Linked DNA regions of Muntiacus reevesi: region 1 is linked to region 2. A link is a contact called in public Hi-C data. All regions are on one chromosome and are shown on one strand. The core of a region is the stretch at or near the end of the contact, and the rest is flanking DNA. Distances in the headings are between cores, read along the strand shown. Region 1 holds the start of HOXC5 (homeobox C5). Region 2 holds the start of SMUG1 (single-strand-selective monofunctional uracil-DNA glycosylase 1).

Region 1 (2,700 bases), core at 158-2,657, 140 kb before region 2:
AGGCAGGCAGGAAAGAATAAGACTTGGGGCTAGGGGAGGGGGGTCGGAAAGGGGCCGAATGGCTGCCGAGGCCCTGGTGTCAGGCTGTGAAGGTAGCCCAGGCGCCTGCCCTGCCCACCCCCATCCCCCTGCCCCAGCCAGGTCCTTTGGGAGACCTCCAGATAGCTCAGAAATTGCTCTCCCTTGGACCTCCTGAACCCAGGTCCTTGGAAAGCCTAGTTCAGACGCCTTTTCTCCAAAGGGCACAAAACAGGCCTCTTCCTTTGCCCTGCTCATATAATATTTGTGGAAGCTTGGATTTTGCTTCTCCATGCCCTCAATGAACATATATTTTCCACCCAAAATACTTGGCATGGGTACCACACGAGGGTCATACACAGGGATGCAGAGCAGTCCTCCAGTTCATTGTGTCTGATTCTTTACCTATGCAGCTAGCCACTCACCCACCCCCACACACAATTGAAAATTGCCTTGATGTCACTCTGGAGTCCCTGGCATGATGAGGAGGACTGCCTATCTTCCCCTGGTTCCTTACCTCCAGGCTCACCCCAAAGTCCCCAGCAATCTTAATCCCAAGAGCCCTCTATCTAGCTCTGTCCACCCAGGACCACTCTTCATGGGCATCCTGTCTACCTCTCCAGAGGCTGGGTTCACTTTCTCAGTCTGATAGGCACCTCCTCAGTGGTATCAGGGCTCTGGGGCCTCAAAGGAAAGGCACCTGGACCCTTGATTTAGAGAACCTGAGATAAGGCACCTCCAACCTGGGTTGGGGCTCTCCTACCTCAATCCCCTTCTCAGCCATTTTTGAACATTGAAACTCCCTGGGGTTGTGGAGGATGGGACTATCCGTTACCAAAAAACGCTCTGCGCACCCTGGTGAAGCCTTATCTCCCGTTAAAATTAAATACAATTTAAAAGGCCATTTCTGGAGTTTATTGCAGCAACACCCAGCTTCTCTACAGGGTAGAAAATCCAGAGAGGCCTGAAGGCCAGCCAGCGAGCCAGGATGCAATTCCTCCAAGTAAGCACCAGGTGTCGCTGTGGGCTTGTTGTCCCGGCTACCCCCCAATTCCAAGAACCATTTTTTTTTTCTCCCCCTTCTCTTTTTCTCTCTCTCTCACTCCCTCTCCCCCTTGGTTGGGCTTTGCCAACATATCAAGATGCGTTTCGCCGGCTTCCATCACTAACCTCCCGGAGGTCATCAAGCCAAATTTATGAGTGGCCGCTCGAGTCACGTGACTCTATTTAAGGCTCCCTTATTTGGGAAGAGCGCATAGGATAAAGAAAGAGATATCTCCACCTATAAATTGTGCACTTTGGAGAACAAAAAACCCCTCAACTTCAAAGAGTCACAAATCACCCTTAATCAAAAAGGGTGCAGAAATTTTTTTTGGGCCCTCCCCGCCATGAGCTCCTACGTAGCCAATTCATTCTATAAGCAGAGCCCCAATATCCCTGCCTATAACATGCAAACTTGTGGGAACTATGGATCGGCCTCAGAGGTGCAGGCATCCAGGTACTGCTACGGCGGATTGGACTTAAGCATCACTTTCCCACCGCCTGCGCCTTCCAACTCTCTCCACGGGGTAGACATGGCTGCCAACCCCCGGGCTCACCCCGACCGCCCCGCCTGCAGCGCCGCAGCCGCTCCGGGACACGCTCTGGGCAGAGATGAAGCGGCTCCTCTGAACCCCGGGATGTACAGTCAGAAGGCGGCTCGCCCAGCGCTGGAGGAGCGAGCTAAGAGCAGTGGGGAGATCAAAGAGGAGCAGGCGCAGACAGGGCAGCCTGCCGGACTGAGCCAGCCACCGGCCGCGCCACAGATTTACCCGTGGATGACCAAACTGCACATGAGCCACGGTAAACTTTAGGACTTCATTTTGCGCGCTCGGGTCCGCCTGGGTTTTATAGGCCATGCGGGGCAAATAAAGAAAAAAAACCTGCGGCCATAAATTTTACGATCCAGGCATCAATGGCTCGTAAAACTGTCCACTAAAAGGCTTAGAGGCTGTGTGCGCCCAAATTTACGACGACATAATTGGATCATAGGAACAAAACGTGTATAAAAGGCAATATTCAATTTTTGGGGGAGAGGGAGGGAGTTAAAAAAATAGAGGGATCTGAAGGGTGAGGAGCGCGGGGCTCCAGAGCGGGGATCCCCCCGCGGTCCCTCCTCCCTCCCCTGCGGAGTCGGCTCGGCCGCCGCTTGAGGCTCCGGAGGATTCCAGCGACTCGGGAGGGGCGGGAGGGGGGTCCCCGGTGCTCGGATCTCGAGGGTGCTTATTGTTCGGTCCGAGCCTGGGTCTCCCTCTCCCCCCAACCCCCAGCCCCTCCGGCTGCTGAGTGAAGGCTGCGGCGGAAAGTTTCCTGCCTGGGCGGAGGCTCCTCTCCCGGGGCCAGGCTGGGCTGGGCCGGGCCCGCCTGCGGCCCGCCGGGCCTGTCCGGCCCCGCTCGCGTCTTCTCCCTCTGGCCGCGGGTGGGGGCCTGGGGCTGGGATGGGGACGCTGGGGTGCTGCACGCTATTCACCCCTTCCTGGCTTGGGGGGGTTTATATTCCAGAGACGGACGGCAAGCGGTCCCGAACCAGTTACACGCGCTACCAGACTCTGGAACTAGAAAAAGAATTCCACTTTAACCGCTACCTCACTCGCCGCAGGCGCATAGAGATCGCCAACAACTTGTGTCTCAACGAGAGACAGA
Region 2 (2,791 bases), core at 226-2,725:
TGGGCACGTTTCCATCATATCTGGGCCTCCCACAGGGCAGGGATCATGGTTCTTCTCCCTCTTAACCCCATGTGCAGGTCAAGAGTAGCCTCTTCCCCCAGATGGGATCACAAGGTTGACACAACAGCTTGATCCATCAACCTGTTCTCTGACCCTAGCCTTGGCAAAGTGGGAAAGAAAGAGAAAAAAAATCTTAACTATGCTCCAACATAATATAAAAATTTAAAAAGTCAGGGCTAAACTTAGGAAATCCTTCCCTAGACTGCTCTGTCCAGGTGGCTACCCAGGGCCAGCTGGACTCAAACAGAGGCTGAGAAGGGAGCTGTGGAGAGCTCAGCTGTCTCCAGGGCCCACACAGTGCCAACGCTAGCAGACTGTCTGCTCCAAGTCTGGCATCTCTCTTGGGTCTTAACGTTGAGCCTACCTTTGATCTTTAGGGACCCATCCTGAAGACAGCAAGGCCAGGGACACACAGAAGAGTGACAAGACCTTATTTTCAGTGTTCTAGAATTTCAAAGCCTGATCAGAAGGCAAGAGCTACAGGCTGTGTGTCAACTGACTCTAATTCTAGTCCCGGTTTCATCTCTAAGATTCTCTTAAGCAAGTCATTTAACTGTCTTCTCTATGAGATGAAAATCAAAATTCCCATCCAACCTACCACCAGCTGTTAACTCATTTTTTCCCCCTAATATTAATGAGTCTCTTACATGATAGGCTTTGTGGTAGTCTTTTGGTGGGAGAGAAATCCAAAATGAAAAAGCGACTCATAAACGACTGTGACATGGCAGATAAACAACTGTAATACACTGTGACATACTGTGATTCCAGTTTTAATGTCCTGAACAAAACACCATAGAAGCCCAAAGGAGAAACCAGGAAGTTCTATGTAAAGTCACCCACGGGTAGAGATCAAGAAATGTCTGTTTCTGAAATCACTGATAAATTACAGAGTCACATTAAGCACAAGTGGAGGGTGATCCACCGGTCAGTCTGGCCACCTAGGCTCTCTGGCACTAAAACACAGTAAAGGCAGAAGGAATCCAAGACACTGTCCATTCCCGTGTGCCTTGGGGGCACTTCAGGAATCCACAAGGACAATCAGCAAATCCTTAAAACCAATAATGATAACAATAATACTGATAGAGCATGGACCCAGAACTAGGATCCTCCTAGTTCGAGGGGATCCTTACACAAGTAAGGATCCACAAGAAATCTCCACGTCCGCCCGCGGGCTCCGCCCGACGGGAAAGCCTCGTCTCAGCAGGTCTCCGGGGCGGTTCCATGGGCTCGGTTCTCTCTGCGCCGGGCGAGCCCCTGACGGAGAGAGGGGCCCCGAAACACAGACATTTCCACTCTCCACCTGTCACCTCCGGCTAGCCCGGGGAGCCCTAGCCCGCCCCCCAACGCCCCAGGTTCCCAGACTCCTACTTCCTCACCTGGTCCAGCGCCCCATCCGGTTTCCGGTTCCTTTTCCCACCCCCAACCCCCGCCGGGCGCAGAGGACCATGGGAGTTGTAGTCCACTTTGTTTAGGGAAAGAGATTGGCATAGCTGCCGCCACTTCCGCCGGAAATACTCAAATTCCCGGAAAGTGTGCTAAGTTCGCAGTAAGTAACTCTGGGGGTTGTAGTTTATTCTTTACACCAGGGCTAAATCCAGACGACTTGAGAAGTGAGAAGCTAAGCTCAGTAAGGACCTTGACGATTCTGGGCTCTACATCACCTTTCCAAAAGTTCATACACTTTCCCCAAAGGGATTGTGAATCAAGGATCAACTATCTGCAGTCTCTTAACTCACCTGAGGGTATTAACAACAGCTATTTCTAGCCCTCCTGCTGCTCCAGATATGAGACCTCTCCTAAAAAAAAAAAAAGAGAGAGAGAGACCTCTCCTATGCAGCCCTCCAAGGACTGTATATAGAACACCCCCCCACACACACACACACAAAAAAACAAAGAACACCCACGAAAGCACTCTGGCATCTCTAATTAAACTCGGAATCGGGTGGAGAGGGAGGTGGGAGGGGGGATCGGGATGGGGAAAACGTGTAACTCTATGGCTGATTCATATCAATGTATGACAAAACCCACTGAAAAAAAAATAAAAAACAAAAACAAACAAACAAAAAAACTCCTTAGTAATAACTTTGAGACTCTTATATCCCTCATTACTGTCCAAGCCCCTGTCTCCACAGCTTTACCATTTCACTTCTCCCCCTCCTCGGCCCTGCTGTCTACCCAGCCCTATTACCTTCCACCCTTCCCAGTCCTACCTCTGGGAATACTCTGTCCAGGACACCTTCCTTGACCAATTCTATGGCTGCATCTAACAGTTCATTCACTCCCACCTTCCCAACCCAATACTAATATCCAAAGTTGTCCCACTCCTAGCTTTGTTCTTGTCCTGTGGCTGGATCTGTTTCTGTGTCCTGACTATAATATTGTCATTAGACTGGAAACCCCATAAGGTCAGTTATCTTGTAGATTCTTCCCATCCCCACCCCCTGAATGCCCCAGCACAGCCATGACTGAGATCAGAGGAAAGCAGTCTCCCTGCAGGTGGAGACCAATGAATCCCAGAAGAGGAAGAGGTGAGAGAACAAGGATGCTACCCGCTTCTCTAGCCTCCCCTGCTCTCCTGCTGCTGCTAAGTCACTTCAGTCGTGTCTGACTCTGTGCGACCCCATACACGGCAGCCCACCAGGCTCCCCCGTCCCTGGGATTCTCCAGGCAAGAACACTGGAGTGGGTTGCCATTTCCTTCTCCAATCCCCTGCTCTCCTACCAACAGACAA

What was found. Hi-C and Micro-C count contacts between places; a contact is called where the count stands out from the background.
Region 1: a contact with region 2 is called in a Hi-C map of blood, with 2.5 times the contacts expected there. The contact joins the promoter of HOXC5 here to the promoter of SMUG1 in region 2. A contact is called at or near these places in 2 of 3 Hi-C or Micro-C datasets (blood and muscle).

What each region holds. Positions count from the first base shown.
Region 1 is chr4:142,372,648-142,375,347 of mMunRee1.1, reverse strand. It overlaps HOXC5 (homeobox C5), which reads left to right and starts at 1,407. Exons shown (of 2, transcript XM_065934271.1): 1 at 1,407-1,860; 2 at 2,560-2,700. The coding sequence starts at 1,407. The region is part of intron 1 of HOXC4 (homeobox C4); the gene reads left to right.
Region 2 is chr4:142,231,050-142,233,840 of mMunRee1.1, reverse strand. SMUG1 (single-strand-selective monofunctional uracil-DNA glycosylase 1) reads right to left here and starts at 1,475. Exons shown (of 3, transcript XM_065934255.1): 1 at 1,437-1,475.